2 separate regions of the Pan troglodytes genome follow, and region 1 is linked to region 2. Evidence: chromatin contacts called from public Hi-C data. All regions are on one chromosome and are shown on one strand. Each heading gives the region's core, a stretch centred on a gene start, on an enhancer-like site or on the middle of the called end of the contact. The rest is flanking DNA. Distances are from core to core; before and after follow the strand shown.

Region 1 (3,240 bases), core at 140-2,639, 360 kb before region 2:
GTGGAGCTGGGGGTGGGGGATTCAGTTGCCCCTCCTGTAGTCTGCCTTGGCTTTGTTCTTCATAGGAATTTAAAACTCCAGGCTCCACACAGCTCTGCGTTTGTTCAGGGGGCTCTCTAGAGTGTCTCCTAGGGTTCCTCGTGTGTTTTGGGGCCCTTCCCCAAGAGGTTGGTGTGGCAGAGTGGCTAGAGGCCAGGTTTCCTGTGCTGCCTCTCTTCCTGTGTAACCTCAGGCAAGTAACTGGACACTATCTAGGCCTCATTGCCCCAATGGGGTACCTTCAAGTTTGAAGGCATTCATGAATGTAAACGGTTTGGAAGCTTGACAGAGCAGAGAGAGATGTCCAGGCCTGAGGGTGCCGGGTTCCGCTTGGGGTCGAAGGCCCTTAGTCCCATCCTGTGGGTCTAGTCTACCAGGAAGGCTTTCTGCCCAATATGGCTGAAGAAGGCAGGTTCACTGTCTCCCTCCTTAGGCACTTAGACAGCTGGGGTTATCTTTCCCGGGGCAAGGTCGTTATTTCAATAGCCCAGACACACACACACACACACACACACACACACACACACACACACTTGCTCTGCACGTTCCTAGTCCCAGGAACATTTAATGACAGGTACACAGCCCAAGGCTCTTGCTCTCAGACAGCCCGGCTGTCTGTAGGGACTGAGCTCCGCAGCTTCACCTGAACGTAGATGCGGGTGCCTCATGCCTCTCTAGAAGGCCAAACCCCTGGACAAACCCATCTCCTTGGGATCGCCTGCTGCCCTGCGCTGATTTAGGGACTGTTCCCCAAGGGGCACACACCGTAGTGTTGGACCCAGCTCAGGTTGCCACCGAAGTGGGCCTCTCCGCCCGCAGGGTACGCCGCGGCGCCGTGACCGCCCCAAACAGGGAGCTCGCCTCCGAGGGAGCAGGCGAGAGGAGAGGGAGGATTAGGGATAAGGGCCCACTGGAAGAATGACCGGAACCGAATTTACCCTTCTAGAGACTGACAGCCGTTGAAACAGCGCCTCCAGATCAAAGGGGAGAGACCAGGGGAAATGCAGAGAACGTGCGGGGCTAACGGCAAGAGCAGACAACAGCCCCACAGTGGGCGGACTCGGACCCCAGCGGGCTCCCCAGCAGTGGTACCGCTGGGGCTGGCGCTCTGCCCAAGACAGCACCCCCAGAAGGCTCACCCAGGGGAAGTGAAACCCTTTGCGGTGCCCAGAATAACAAGCCACCTTTCACCGCAGCCTACGACCGGCCGGCTGCACCCCAACGCGCGCCCGAACACACACACACACACACACATATGCACACGCCTTCCTGCCCATTCACCAGGGCGAGGGCAGCCCCTCTAGAGACCGTTTTGCACAGCTGCCTTGTGCCGCGGGGCTCTGTGTGTGGAGGTGCCCTGGGCCGGCCAATCTAGGCCAGTTCACTTGCTGCCGGCTACCTGGGGTAAAGGCCCGGATGCAACCCAGCCCGTCCTGCAGCGCTCTCCAAAGGAGCACAGGGGCCTCTGCAGGCCCGAAGGTTACCAGGTGTCTGTACTCAGATAAGAACAAGCACTTGTATCCAATGCTAACCAACTCACCCATACCTATGGAGTTCGAAATGCGCGCCCCGGGAGCGGGGGCTCGCCGCCTCCCAGCCATCTTCTCGCTAACTCGTGAACTGTGACTGCCAGAAGCACCCTCACGGAGGACCCGCGCACACTCCACCAACGGACGCAGTCTTGGTTGGCATTCACATCCCGGACACACGGACCATCATTGCGTACACCCGCCTTCCCTGCAAGTGAAACTTCTTTCCAAGTGGACGCTTTGCAGAAATCCGGCCCCCGAGCAGAGTGTAGGTCCGGAGGCACAGCGAGCCCCGCCGTCTCCCGGACCTGGCTTCCGCGGACTGGCAAGAAGACCCCCTGCCTGGCCAGGCCGAAGGATTCGGTGGGCTCCTCAGTGGAGCCCACGGTCCCGACACCCGCGGTCGTGGGGCCCCTGGGCCTGTGCACCCGGACAGCTGGTATGACCCGGGGTCCGCCGGTCCGCGGGCCGCCACGCCTTCGCGGCCGACAGGGGGCGCTGTTTTGACGCTTTGCTTGCCCCTTGTGCGATCTGGGCCTAGAAAGGCGAACCTTTCTAGCGCTCAGGAAATGCTCCCAGGAAAAGCACGAAGGAACTGATTTCATTCTCTGAAAACTGCTCAACCAGAAATCCCCATGTGGCGACCGTCCAGTGCGTCCTCACACTTCCAAAATAAAAGCCACCCTGTCAGAAGCCAGTGGGCCAGGCCAGACCTAAGCATAGCGAGCAAAGGGAAACCTGTGTGGATCAATTAGATTCAGACTCAGCAAATCAAAATCGTTTTGTTGCTGCTGCCTGGTGCAATCCTCAACCAAGAATAAATCCAGAGCACATCTACATTTTATATCTGATCTCTCCTTACCTAGGAAAGCAAACTGCTGGGGCAAAGACTAGCTTCGTTTTATTTGGTGAACAAAATCAGTTTCTCTATAAAGGTGCCCTGGAAGGCCCGAACTGGGGTGAGATGAGTGAGGCACTTGTTTCCATTGCAAAATGTAAAGGGGTGCCAAAAATCTCAGGAATCCAGAGTAATATTTTAACGTAATGTCTTTAATGATAAAAACGAGTGCAAAAACATCCAGGACAAAGAACATATCTAAACTTGAAATAGGATCTGACAGGGCTAGGAATCCAACCTTTCCCAATCTTTTTGTTCTATCAATCTCTCAACCAATTGGATGATGCCCACACACGCATTTGCTCAAATCCAGTCCTGCTTACCAGCTTTTACAAGTGCCACCTCTTCTTCCAAAGTTGAAGCAATTCATGTGATCCATTTCTTCTTGGAGGAGCTTGTTACCCTTTTGAATCAGTATACTTTGTGACTCAGTTTGCCTTGTGACTTCAGCTTTCTGGTGGGTCCAAAAAATTATGATTTTATAGATTATTCAGGTTTTTCTCATTGTTATGGTGGGAGTGATATGCTACTGTTGCTTTCGAAATTGTAAGCAGGAACAGAATCCTTTTAACACCATTTTGACACTTTTAATCATGCAGTTCAGTGGCAATAATTATATTCCCAATGTTGTGCAAATCATCATCATTATCCGTTTCCAGAATTTGTTCGTTATCCCAAATGGAAACTGTGTTTGACAATAATCCCCACTATTCCTTCTACCAGCCCCTGGTAACTTCTACTATACTTTCTGTCTGTATGAGTTTGCCTATTCTG
Region 2 (3,487 bases), core at 405-2,904:
TTTTAAAAAGTACTTTTTGAAATTACGCACACCCCAAACAACAGAACTGCTGTGTGTATACAAATGCTCTGGAAAGGCACAAGTCAGGTACTGGGTGTAGGCACAGGACAGACCGCATGGTCTGCCTTGGCAGCCCTGTCCTCACCTGCAAGCTGCCCACACACACTCCCTTCCAAACGGTGCTCCCTCTGATGCCAATTGGCTGACTGAGCTACTGTGGGAGGAAGCCTGTGAAGGGGTTGGTGGTAGTGATGTGAATAAATATTTTATAAACTAAACTTCAAGTATAAAACTTGATTTACCCTTTCAACCAAATTCACATGGGAAGTCCCACTTCTTCTTAAAAATCTTGGACATTCAAGAGTTAAGGGATATGGAAGCTGGCGTAGCATGGGGCTGTCATCCAAGACCAGCTGAAAAGGCAGCAGGAAGGGTTTGGTTCTGGCTAGGCTACAGACAGGCCATCTGGATGCAGGGAAGGCCTAGAATGCCAGAAGCAGCTTTTCTTTTTGATTTTAGACTTTATCGAGTCCAGCCTGGGAAAAGTCTTTAGTTTAAGACCCAAACCGAGAGTCTTCTTTAAACAGGGATTCAATATTTGAATTTTATATAAAACAAACATCCACTACACGTATTCTTTTTGGCAAAGAAGGTTGGAGACAGCAATGTACACACAATTAAACATACTTAGAAAAAAATGTAGACCAGATTCACTAGACTTATAAATACATAGGAACTATGTGTAGTTTTTAAGTAATTTTGCTAGGAATAAATATTGAAAGATTGCCTGAAAAAAAAATTTTTTTATATTATACCCCCTCAGTTACTTTTATGAATAATTATTTCGTTGTTTTTCCCATAGTTCACATTAAAAAGCAATTTTAGGCCAGGCGCGGTGGCTCACACTTGTAATCCCAGCACTTTGGGAGTCCGAGGCAGGCGGATCACTTGAGGCCAGGAGTTCGAGACCAGCCTGGCCAACATGGCAAAACCCCATCTCTACTAAAAATACAAAAGTTAGCCAGGTGTGGCAGTGCACATCTGTAATTTCAGCTACTGGGGAGGCTGAGGCATGAGAATCACTTGAACCTGGGAGATGGAAGTTGCAGTGAGCTGAGATCATGGCACTGCACTCCAGCCTGGGTGACAAAGTGATACTCTGTCTCAAAAAAAAAAAAAAAAAAAAAGTAATTTTACCACATTAAAATTGCCTTTAGGTCTTTAAAATAATTTTCCTTCTCTATTTTTATTTTATATTTAATAATGTTACATTTATAATTAATCACATTAGGCATGATGTTAGCATGGGCCAGGAAATTTTTCTTTAGTGAAACTGAAAAAAAAAAAAAAACCCCTGCAGGGAAGTTATAGCAACTTCCTACTCTGTATCATTCATGAACATACACTCAGTTTGGAAACCACCCTCTTTAAAAGATATGATCTATTCTTCCTTAGTTATTGCAGTATGCGTTTGATTTGTATGTGTTATTCTTAACAATTAAAGGAAAAGGTGAATGTAAATTCACTTGGACAAAACAGGAATAAAAGAATATTATCCTTAAGGGAAGTCTTACCGTAAAGAAGAGAAAATGCACGTATTTTTCTGGGCGAGTGTGGTGGGGTCAGGGAGAAGAATTGTTTTTTCTAAATAAGGCATTAATCGCCACCTAGCAGTAGAGGAAGGAACTGCGCACTTAGTTTGCCACTGAAATTCTAGAAAACATTAGTTTTAAAGGACATATTACTTTTATTGTAAACAATATCTTAGGAATTATTGGTCTATTGGCAGACTAAGGATTGAATTTTTTCTCTCTTGTCTTGAGGAAAGATAAAGAAATAAAACAAATGGAAATATTTGGCCTATTTGTAAGCATACTCCTTCCATCATAAAACGTCTGTTCTCTTGTTGCCCTTGCCACTCCAGCAACAAGCTAAAGGAAAAGAAATTCTGAAGCCATCATGACACGAAAAAATGTTGCCTTTGGCAGGGCGCGGTGGCTCACGCCTGTAATCCCAGCACTTTGGGAGGCCGAGGCGGGCGGATCACGAGGTCAGGAGATTGAGACCATCCTGGCTAACACAGTGAAACCCCATCTCTACTAAAAATAGAAAAACAAAATTAGCCTGGCGTGGTGGCGGGCGCCTGTAGTCCCAGCTACTCGGGAGGCTGAGGCAGGAGAATGGCATGAACTCAGGAGGCGGAGCTTGCGATAAGCCGAGATCGTGCCACTGCACTCCAGCCTGGGCGACAGAGCGAGACTCCGTCTCAAAAATAAAAATAAAAAAAATTTTTTTTAAATGCTGCCTTTGTCCTATTAGAGGAAGAAATATCTGAGTTTTTTTGTTTGTTTTTCTGTTTGTTTGTTTTTTGGAGTCGGAGTCTCGCTCTTTCGCCCGGGCTGGAGTGCAGTGGCAAGATCTCTGCTCACTGCAACCTCCACCTCCCGGGTTCAAGCGATCCTCTTGCCTCAGCCTCCCGAGTAGTTGGGATTACAGGCGCTCACCACCAAGCCCGGCTAATGTTTGTATTTTTAGTAAAGACGGGGTTTCTCCATGTTGGTCAGGCTGCTTTCGAATTCTTGACCGCAGGTGATCCGCCCCCCTCGGCCTCCCAAAGTGCTGGGATTACAGGCGTGAGCCACCGCGCGCGGCCTAAGAGAGGTTTATCTTGAAAATGAGAAGACATTGGCCGGGATTAGTAATAACAGTTATTATTGTTAGTAATAATGCTTAGTATATAGTAAGGTGATCAACAAATATTTTTTGAAGGAATGAGAAATGTCTGGCTCCAAAACCTGTGCTTTTCACTATTACCTTCTATGCATATATATTGGTGGCTGAAAGTGCTTGGCTGGACACTTCAGAGTGGCTCTTATATAAAAGCCCTACTTGTGGACCAACAAAAGAGATATTTGGTTTCTTGGGGTTTTAATGGCTTTCAACTCCTCGAAGCATGATTTGGGGATTTGGATCAGGATACACCCTGATTCTTAACCAGTATTTGCAAAATTGATCAATAGAGGTATCTTGCAGGAAGAATGGAACAGAAAAACAACACTAATTCTCCAATTTAAAGACCATTATTAGTTATTTCAGGATTTTTTAGAATTAAAAAAATCCTAATAAAAGCCAAACTGAAATTTTCCCATGAATGGCCGGGCGGGGTGGCTCATGCCTGTAATCCCAGCACTTTGGGAGGCCGAGGTGGGCGCATCACCTGAGATCGGGAGTTCGAGACCAGCCTGACCAAAATGGAGAAACCCCCGTCTCTACTAAAAATACAAAAATTAGCCGGGTGTGGTGGCGCATGCTTGTAATCCCAGCTACTCGGGAAGCTGAGGCAGGAGAACCTCTTGAACCCTGGAGGCGGAGGTTGCAGTGAGCCGAGATCGTGCCATTGCACTCTAGCCTGGGCAACAAGAGCAAAACTCCGTCTCAAAAAAAAAAAAAAAGAAAGAAAGAAAGAAAAGGAAATTTTCCCATGAAC

The links. A called contact is a pair of places that touch in the nucleus more often than the background predicts.
Region 1: a Hi-C map of blood shows a contact between it and region 2, with 6 times the contacts expected there. The contact joins two enhancer-like sites. A contact is called at or near these places in 3 of 7 Hi-C or Micro-C datasets (blood, induced pluripotent stem cells and stem cell-derived neural progenitor cells) and 1 of 1 datasets of contacts at active chromatin or transcription factors (stem cell-derived excitatory neurons).

Annotation. Positions count from the first base shown.
Region 1 is chr9:18,991,995-18,995,234 of NHGRI_mPanTro3-v2.0_pri, reverse strand. No RefSeq gene overlaps it. Among named protein-coding and RNA genes, the nearest start is that of CYP2R1, 11 kb to the right of the region's middle. Within about 2 kb of position 1,389, at least 8 of the 24 cell types and tissues checked have an H3K27ac peak or open chromatin away from gene starts, as enhancers often do.
Region 2 is chr9:18,631,003-18,634,489 of NHGRI_mPanTro3-v2.0_pri, reverse strand. All of the region lies in intron 2 of PSMA1 (proteasome 20S subunit alpha 1), which reads left to right. Among named protein-coding and RNA genes, the nearest start is that of COPB1, 37 kb to the right of the region's middle. Within about 2 kb of position 1,654, at least 1 of the 24 cell types and tissues checked has an H3K27ac peak or open chromatin away from gene starts, as enhancers often do.